3 separate regions of the Mus musculus genome follow, and regions 2 and 3 are each linked to region 1. The links are chromatin contacts, called in public HiChIP or PLAC-seq maps. All regions are on one chromosome and are shown on one strand. The core of a region is the stretch at or near the end of the contact, and the rest is flanking DNA. Distances in the headings are between cores, read along the strand shown. Region 1 has its middle 9.3 kb from the start of Gm26615. Region 2 holds the start of Map3k6 (mitogen-activated protein kinase kinase kinase 6). Region 3 overlaps Wdtc1 (WD and tetratricopeptide repeats 1).

Region 1 (2,905 bases), core at 333-2,832:
TCCCCTCCTCCTCCTCTCTCTCCCCCCTCCTCCTCCTCTTCTTCTTCCCCTCCTCCTCTTCTTCCTTTTCCTCCTCCTTCTTCCTCTTTCCTGTTAACCACTCCACGGAGATGTAGGCCTCTTCCCCACCCCCCTTCTCACTGTCGTCCATCTGTCTATCCCTCCCTCTCACAAACAAGAGCTGAGCCCCTCTATCCCCGGGTCCTCAGAGATGCAGATACCACCTCAGCCAGCAGATAAACCAGGAGCCAGGCTCCCAGACATCAGGCACCCCACCGTTGGCTGGGGGCCTAGATCCAGCCACATCCCTGCAACGTGGTTCTCCTCGCTCATTCCCTAGGCAATGCTGCAAGCCGAAAGGGTCCTGGGAACTCATCTACTGCAGCTATCAGGATGAAAAAACCAGAGGCCCAGGGCAGCCCAGGAGCCCACAGCAGCTCCACTTTGAAGCTGACAATATGGGCCTGCTTAGGAGGCAGCTTTTTGGCTCTCTGGATCCTGCTGACAGCTGTGTTCTCAGCAGCAGCTGGAATGTTGGTAGGAGCCTGTCTGGCCTTTGCACCCTGACTCCCCAGGGCAGAGCCAGGTGGCCCTGGTGGGGGCCCAGTGGGGAATGGGGATGGTTCTGAGTGCTTGGTGAGGGCATGGGATCCCAGGGAGAAGATAAGGGAGGCAGTGCTGGGTCTGAAGACTGAATCAGAAGCGCTGATTCATCTCAGCTCTGCTGGGCACTGGCTGGCCAAACCTGCCTTTTCTTTTCTCTCTTTCCTTTAACTTCTTAAAACAGATTTATTTTATGTGTATGTGTTTTCCTACACGTATGCCTGGGTACCATATGCATGTCTTGTGGCCACAAAGGTTAGGAGAGAACATGGGCTCCCCAGGACGTGGAGTGACAGGTGGTTGTAAGCTGCCACATTAGTGCTAGGAACTCCTGACCTCTGAGCCATCTCTCCAGCATCCCCTTTTCTTCTTATTTAACAAAGGTGGGCCTTGAACTCGTTGCAATCCTCCTGCCTCGGCCTCCTAAATCCTGGAATTACAAGGCATGAGTCAACATGCCGGCTTGGATCTGTTTTATTTTTAATGAAATGCCATTACCAAATTACCAATGCAGAATGAAAAAGATTTGTCAATGGAGGCAGCTGTACAAAGGTGAGAAATATTTATTTGGGGGCTGAAAAAGCTGGAGTCCACAGAGTGAGCCTATATGTCCCTCCTGTTGCCTTTGTTGAATTGCAGACAAAGACTTGTCCAGTCCAGACTGTTCATTTGCTAAAGGGGGAAACGAGACCAGAGATGGGGAACAAGTTGCTCAAGGTCACACAGCCATTATGGGACCAATGTGGGCCCAGAGCCCAAGCTGTACACAAGGTCCCCTGCCCAGCTGCATCACTTGCTCATTCAGCCCCTCAGCGAGTGGGCGCAGCTTCCTTCCTGCCGCCCTGCCCGCCGTCTGCCACGTTGGCAGCCGCCTGAAGCCTTCTCGCCCCTGCTGCTGCCGCCACTGCTGCTGCTGCTGCGGCGGCGGCATCGGCGGCCGAGACCAACCAGCCGCGAGTTTGCCCAGAGCAGCCAGGGCTGCCTGAGCCTGAGCTGGGGCAGGGCTGACTGATTCTGCCAGATGGGAGGGAGAGAGGCAGCCAGTGGAGGGAGGGAACCAGAGCTGAGCTCTTCTCTACTCTCACCAGCCAAGGGAGGGAGGTAGAAGGCTGCAGTTGGGGGCTAGGAGGCTACAGTATGTGACCATGAGGTTCAGACATCTGGGTCAGTCCCCGTAGGAGCATGGACATGCACATGTGTGCAGGAGCGCGCGCGCACACACACATGCACACACACACACTACCCTGAAGAATTGTATTGGGGTGAATCAATTTCCTTCAAGTGTGCAAATTCTCCTCTGCCCACTTCTTATACTCCACTTCCTCCTCCTTCTCCTCTTTCTCTTCTTTCTTCTCCACCTTTCTTCTCCTCCACCTTCATCTCCCTCTTCTTCCTCCTCCCCCCTTCTCCTTTTTCTTCTTTTTCTTTTGTTTTTCTCAAGACAGGATTTCTCTGTGTACTCAGAGATCTGCCTGCCTCTGCCTCCTGAGTGCTGGGATTAAAGGCGCGTACCACCACCACTCAGTTCAAGTGTGCAAGTTCTGCTGTGTGTGTATTTGTGCAGCTCAGAGAGCTACTGTGTGTTTGAATAAGCACTAGAGAAAGCTGTGCATGTCCTGAGTTTGAATCCTGGCTATGAACACAGAAATGCTGTGTCTAATTGTGTGTAACCCCAAACCCGTGAGTACCGTTTCATTGGCAAGGAATCCAGGCATTTTCAAGGGGGTTGGTACATGTGCCTATGTGTGTGCCATGTCCGGGTGTGTCAGGCATGCCTGTGAACTTGTTACAGTCAACAGGAGACTAATGAAGTAATTATGAACAAGGCATAGTGGGGATGTCTGCTTTAAGAGATGCTGTGTGAGGCTGTGGTTTGGTAATCTGTGTCTGGGGAGATACCGGGGAGCTGTGTGGGCTGGACCAAATGTCCAGGGGTAGGCACGCAAGCATGTCTGTGGCTATTGATGGCTGGTGGCACAGGGGAACAGCATGTGTCTGTATATATTTGGCTGTGTTGTGTGAGAGATTAGGGGAGAGTGTGGCAGTGATGGCAGTGGTGGGGATGATTGGTGGCGCTGTGCGGGGGGGGGGGGCGACGACACTGCTTGGTGTTTGCGCTTGTTTCTCTGGATGGCAGGGCCTGTGTGTGCCTGTATGCATGAGTCTGTACGGGCTGTGTGATAGAAACCACGTGGGGCTGTGGTGAGCTAAGCTTACATGGGGAGAGAGCCGATGCCTGGGTTTGTATTTGTCTGTGCAACCGAGGTCAGATGAGCTCCTATGTCCCGTGTGCACAGGTGGT
Region 2 (2,928 bases), core at 289-2,788, 150 kb before region 1:
CAGTCTTGAAGCCAGGGTCCTGAGGGTGATCTGCATCATCGTGTGTGAAGACAACGTCGTGCTTTTATGTGTGTTTGTGTAGCTTACTGTATCCAGCCATCTTTAAGTGACAATGTCCGCAAGGGAGGGACTGTATGAGTCAACGCAGATGATTCCACTTTATCTGTGGTCTGACCGGGTCAGCCTTCATTTTTAAGCTACAATTTAGCAGATGTCCAGGATACAAGGCTCTCTGACTCGGAGATAAACAAATAGGGATGAGGTGGAGCATCCGGTAGGTGGGAAAGAGAGGAATAGCTATCTTCCGACCTCACCCTTGGACTCCCTGTATCTCCTCTAGACCCACCCCTGCCCCACCCATTTTCTTTCGACTCCTAGTCTCCAAATACAATCCCTTTCTCCTATAATCCAGTCCCGAAGAGTTGCCTCAGTACTTCCTTTCCCGCCCCTTTAGTCCCATGTGGGATGTAGTATGCTAGGACTTATCAACCCCAATCCTGCAGAGATGGCCCCTTGCCATAGACCGAACTTCCGTCTCAGGCCTGATTCACCCTCAAAAGTCCAACGTGAGATCATCCTGAAAAAGAGTTCTCCCGCTTACGCAGGGAAGCGCAGCTCTGCCCCTCCCTCAGCCCCGCCCCTCCCCAGCCCCGCCCTTAGAGTTCGCCTGCTCCGCCCCACCTGCTTGGCACCACGCTCACCGAAAGATACTTAAACTCCGGAGCCAGGCCTGAATCCCCAGATCCAGCCTCAAGCCCATCACATCCATAATCCACTAAATGCCCTGTCGTTACTGCCTTGTCTCAAGTTCGGCTTTAGTTTACCGTAAATTCCCTAGACCTGGTACCCACACCCGCCCCGTCAGGGTTCTAAAGCTCCGCCCCTTGCCCCGCCCAGACTCAAGCCCCGCCCCGAGACGCTCACCCGCGTTGTAGAAGGAGTCCAGCGCAGCGGTGTCGCCTAGCGCCAGCGTCGCAAAGGGTAGGCTGCGTAGCTGCGGGGGTGGCCGTGTGCCCTGGAGCTGAGCGCAGGCCTCGCGCAGGCATCGCAACGGCAGCGGCTCTGCCTCGGTTCCCGACCCGGGCTCCACCCCGAGCCCCGGCTCCCGGGTCAGCACGTAGACCACACTGAGAGGCCGGCTCCGCGCGCAGCCCCGACCCGTGACCGCAGGAGACGAGCGGCCCCGGCTCAGCGCCTCCGCCAGCGGGTCCTGCCAGCAGCTGCCCGCCCGTTCTAGAACCCCGGCCCCAGGACATGGCCCCGCCATGCGGGGGCGCTCAAGCGCGGGGCCCCGGGCGCGGGGAACCCGGGACAGGGCACGAGGCTGAAGGTGTGGATCCAGTCGGGATCCGGAGATGGGCTGGACGTCCTGTTCCGGAACTCTTAAGTCCAGAAAGACTTCTTTGCTCAATCTTTCACGGTCCTTACAGATCTGCAATCCAGGACTGGGTTCTGGGAATCTGGGGTACCCAGTAATCCTCGGCTCACAGGTCACAGAAGAGTCCTGGGAAGTCAACCGGCAGCGTGCTACACCCAGACTTCTCAAGGGAGCGCTGGCAGTCACTCTGTCCTGCCCTCACATGTAGGCTGGGCCCAGCCCTTTCCCGACTGGGAAAGGCTCCACCCTCGGCCCTGGGGCAATGAGGCTCCCCAGCGGCTCTCCCTCCCTCCTCTCCGGCTAGAACCTCTGACACTGTCCACTTCCGGAACAGCCTGTGCCCCTATTCGGGCCAAACACTGTTGACTGCTTACTGCAAGCGCTCGTAAGACGTGTGCCCAGCCCAGGGATAGGAAACAGGACAGCCCCGCCCTGCAGGGACCTGGTAAATGAATGGACACTGGGCGGGGGAAGGACGGGGGAGCAAAACATTGTGTAGGCGGCACATGTAATGTTCCTGCTGGTAGGGGTCAGAATGTTGACAAGCGCTTTCCTCAGAGCCTCTCTTGCAGTGAAACCTTGTGGACCTTATTGGTCCACCCGAAACTTGACCATGGAGCTGAAAAGCACTTCTACGGTAAACTTCCTATCTACCCTTTGAAGGAACTCCAGAAGTCTCCGCTTTTTGGGTTACAAGGTTATCCCGGCTTCAAATTCACCAAGAAGCTTTAACATCATAGTATGAATCTAAGTTGCTATAAACCTTAGAGGGCCCTGAACTTAGAAATGAGACTTTGAGACTCTGAGGTTAGGGCCATGTTTCATAATCGTTTATTATGGTAGGGCTTGGGCATGAGAGACAGCACAGCTGTAAAGACCACTTGCTGCTCTTTCAGAGGGCCCTGGTTTGGTTCCCAGCACCCACATGGTGGCTCACCATCATCTGTAACTGTAGGCCCAGGGGAGTCCTGGCACTCTCCTGACCTGCATAGGCGCCCAGCACATACATGGTGCACATATATAATTACAGGCAAAAGATGCACATGAAATAAAACTAAAACTTTATAAAAATAATATGTTGGGGCTTTGGACAAATGGACCTTTCAACAAACGGTAGGAAGCCTCTGTTTCACAGCCTTCTTGTCTCATGGAAGGAAAAAAATATATCTTCCTAGGTTTGAACCAATGGGATAGACGAGCAATAGAAAGGGAGAATGTGGCCCATTACAGAGGTTTGGGTAGAAAACACACTTACAAGAAACAAATGGGAACCAAGTGGTGGTGGCACATGTCTTTAAGCCCAGCACTCAGGAGGCAGAGGCAGGTGAATCTCTGAGTTCAAGGCCAACCTGGTCTACAGAGTTTCCAGGACAGCCAGGGCTGCTGAGTGAAACCCTGTCTCATAAAATCAACCAACCAACCAAACAGCAAACAAAGAGTGAGAGAAAGCTGTCCTCAGATGCATCCACTTTGGGCTTGGGGGCCCAGGAGGATTGCGAGTGGGTGGTTGAATCTCTCACCTCACTGCCCCCTAGCATTTCTTGCATCCT
Region 3 (3,129 bases), core at 483-2,982, 210 kb before region 1:
TGATTTCTGAATTCACAGCTTGTTTTCTGAGTTCCCACTGTGTGCTAGGTACTGGGGAGACAGAGTTCTATCACTCTGAGTCCCTGTGCCCCAGAGTGCCCAGCCACTGAACGAGAATAAACTCTCTGGCATAGTTCGGCATGAAATAGGAAAGATGCAGGAAGCAGTAAGTCTTGGAAATGGTCAGGTATAGTGCTGTGGGTTACCAAGAAGAGTTGAGTCACCTCAGCTCAGGATCAGGGAAGCCTCAGAAAGATGTCGTGTCTGAATGGGCTCTAAATGTGGGCAGCTCAGACAAGGAGATGAGGGGGAGGAGAGGACTGTGGGGAAGGACACTGCAGGGAGAGGAAATGGTGTGAACAAAGGCGTGGGGGCGGGGGACTGACTGAAGAGCCTGCCTCAGAACAGCAAATCCATTTGGCTGGAGCAGAGGGTTCTGGAAAGGACTGGCAGGGGATGAGTCTGTGAGGTAGCCTGGGGCTTGCCTGGAAAGGGCTTGGAATGCAGAGGGTGGCATTTGGCCTTGATTCAGTGTGTGATGGGCAGCTACTGGAGAGCTTTGAGCGAGGACGTGCAGAGGGCTGTCTTTTCAGGGAGATTGATCTGGCAGTACATCTAGGATGGGTGAGCCCTGGGGCCAGCCTGCTCTTTTTTTTTCCCCATCCCCACATGCCTGCCAGTGACCCCTAGAATGTCACGTTCTGTCCCAGGCCAGCCTCCCCAGGGCTACCATCTGCTCCTGGAAACAGACCACCCTCTGGTTCCTGGCTGGTCTCTGGTCTGGCTCTTGCTAGGAGCTCAGAAAGGGGCACCTTGCAGGCAGTAACTGGGTTTCCAAACAGCGCCTGCTCCTTCGTCATAGGCACTCGTTCTGACGCAGAGCACACCATCAAAGCAGCTCTGCTTCCTGCCTGCCCCACATTGCTTAGCTGTCGGTTAGAGTCTTAAGTGGCTACTCCAAGGGCTGGGTGCTCCTCCTGACTGTATGGCGAGAGAGGTCAGGAGACACCTGTGACCTGTGCCCTTGGTGAAGGGACCCTTGGCATTAGTGAGTGCTGCTTGCTGTAAGCATAGTAGACCCACCCCAGCCCAGTAGGAAGCGGGGAGGTTCAATCCCCAGCATTGAAAATACAAACATTTACAGGTTTCTAAAGGGGAAAGTGACTCTCATTGCTGCTTGGCTGTACAGATGAGAAACCAAATTGGGTTTCTGGCAACAGGGAGGTGGGCCTGGAAAAGAGGGCGTCTCCCTCTACCCCTCCAACAGAAAGCCTACACTCCCCTTTATCCATACTTGTCCATTGGAGAAAAGAGTAGAGAGGATTTGGAGCTCCTGGTGTGCACAGCCCCCTCACCATCAGCTTCCAGAGAGCTGACTTTGCCAGACAGTCAGGCCCCATCCTCCAGCCCCAGGAGGTGGAGGCCACAGCTGCTGCAGATCAGTCAGCCAGGACAGAGGGGGGTCTGGCTGAGGGCATGCTGGTCAGACCCTGAGTCCCTGGCCTAACACTTCTGGCTTCTCCAGGCCACAGAACTGTCCTTGAGGGCCCCCTGCCTTGGACATAGCTTTGAAGACCAGCAGGGGGATTTGAGGAGGTGGATGAAGGAAAAGAGAAGGAGGGCTTGGGGAGTCTGCGGTGGGCAGGATGCCAGGCCTTCTGCTGCAGAGCTGCGGGTGCCTGAGGTGAACAGTGCACAGTTGCAGCCTACGCCCAGCAGAGGGCAGCCCGACACTGCTCTTTACTCGCCAAGCCTCAGGCTCCTGGCTTGAGCCTCAGCTTACTCCTGCTCCCAGGGAGGGAGCAGTGGGCTTCGCCAAGGCTTCATCTCCTTATCTCCTCACCCTGAGGGTTGTCAGAGATGGCCTAGAAGTAGCCACAGAAGATGGTGGGAACCTTGTATCTGCCACAGGGCCTCTCTCACCTCTAAGCTATGTTCCTGTACCTTCTCAGGGACGGGGACCACTATGATGCCCTCCGGGACTGCCTCAAGGCCATCTCCCTAAACCCTTGCCACCTGAAGGCACACTTCCGTCTGGCCCGGTGCCTCTTTGAACTGAAGTATGTGGCCGAGGCTCTGGAGTGCCTGGATGACTTCAAAGGGAAGTTCCCAGAGCAGGCCCACAGCAGTGCATGTGACGCATTAGGCCGGGACATCACAGCTGCCCTTTTCTCCAAAAGTGATGGTGGTGAGTGTGTGCCCAGGAGACGCAGCTGTCCGTTCCCTACCCAGAAAGGCCCTGGCGCTTTGATCTAGAAGCCCTGGTTTCAGATGCTGATTATGAAACTCCATGGACTTAAGACAGTCTGACCCCTGAAACTCACTTTTCATGGCTGAAGAAGGAGACGGTCAGCATCTCCCAGTGAAACTCTGTTGAAAGTTAATGTTAGCATTCAAGGCACCAGGTAGAGCCCAGTCAGGCTGTGTGAGCTCTAGCTGGGCCTTCCCACCTGTCCCCAGACGGGCCTTGGCAGAGCACACTGGGCAGAGGCAAGTGCTGTTTGTTGTCTTTGTCTCAGTCTGGCCATGGGCAGCAGGCATGGTGTCTAGGACAGTGCCTTAGTTCTCAGCTTAGCTCTACCAGGTCGAACTGTGTGGCCATGGATCCAGCACAGCCTCCAAACCGGTCTTGTCTGCAAAGGGCACACCAAGCCTTCCCAGTGCCTCTGTAGATTTGTAGGACGAGCTGGGTCATGGTGACCAACTATGAGAGTCTCCAACTATGAGAACTATGTGGGATAGATCTCACTGGAGGCAGATAACTAGCCACGGGATTCGCTCATTCCATGAGTAGTGTTCAGGCTGACGCCAGCGATGCAAATTCCTACGGACTTCTCTTAGTTCTTGGGAGTAAACCTGGGGGCAGATGGCCTGGCATTGCCTGGTCTGGGTTGGAAACTGTAGCACAGGGGTAGAGGAGACACTGAGGGGGGGGGAGGGAAGGGAAGCCTCCCACCTCCCTCACATCTCTCCTTCCTCACCTCTTTCTCATCTCTCCTTGCTTTCGGCCCCAGAGGAGAAGAAGGCAGCTGGTGGTGGTGGTGGTCCAGTTCGCCTTCGAAGCACAAGTCGCAAGGACTCCATCTCAGAAGACGAAATGGTGCTACGGGAACGGAGCTACGACTATCA

Evidence for each region. HiChIP or PLAC-seq counts read pairs in DNA pulled down with a chosen protein or histone mark.
Region 2: a contact with region 1 is called in an H3K4me3 HiChIP or PLAC-seq map of bone marrow-derived macrophages, with 4 times the contacts expected there. The contact joins the promoter of Map3k6 here to the enhancer-like site in region 1. A contact is called at or near these places in 4 of 39 promoter capture datasets (3T3-L1-derived adipocytes, cranial neural crest, hippocampal neurons and 1 more), 3 of 115 datasets of contacts at active chromatin or transcription factors (bone marrow-derived macrophages, embryonic forebrain and embryonic stem cells) and 3 of 9 other capture datasets (adipose tissue, liver and pancreatic islet).
Region 3: a contact with region 1 is called in an H3K27ac HiChIP or PLAC-seq map of double positive thymocytes, with 2.6 times the contacts expected there. The contact joins two enhancer-like sites. A contact is called at or near these places in 2 of 39 promoter capture datasets (hippocampal neurons and pre-B cells), 7 of 484 Hi-C or Micro-C datasets (cerebellar granule neurons, cerebellum, cerebral cortex and 2 more) and 16 of 115 datasets of contacts at active chromatin or transcription factors (T-cell acute lymphoblastic leukemia, VIP interneurons, astrocytes and 9 more).

Annotation. Positions count from the first base shown.
Region 1 is chr4:133,091,243-133,094,147 of GRCm38.p6, reverse strand. No RefSeq gene overlaps it. Among named protein-coding and RNA genes, the nearest start is that of Gm26615, 9.3 kb to the right of the region's middle. Within about 2 kb of position 1,582, at least 183 of the 459 cell types and tissues checked have an H3K27ac peak or open chromatin away from gene starts, as enhancers often do. A contact at or near this core is called in T-cell acute lymphoblastic leukemia, VIP interneurons, astrocytes and 12 more, where this site is marked.
Region 2 is chr4:133,239,428-133,242,355 of GRCm38.p6, reverse strand. Map3k6 (mitogen-activated protein kinase kinase kinase 6) reads right to left here and starts at 1,538. Exons shown (of 29, transcript NM_016693.5): 1 at 925-1,538. The coding sequence starts at 1,267.
Region 3 is chr4:133,296,479-133,299,607 of GRCm38.p6, reverse strand. It overlaps Wdtc1 (WD and tetratricopeptide repeats 1), which reads left to right. Exons shown (of 16, transcript NM_199306.4): 13 at 1,953-2,188; 14 at 3,015-3,129. Among named protein-coding and RNA genes, the nearest start is that of Tmem222, 20 kb to the right of the region's middle. Within about 2 kb of position 1,732, at least 95 of the 459 cell types and tissues checked have an H3K27ac peak or open chromatin away from gene starts, as enhancers often do. A contact at or near this core is called in T-cell acute lymphoblastic leukemia, VIP interneurons, astrocytes and 7 more, where this site is marked.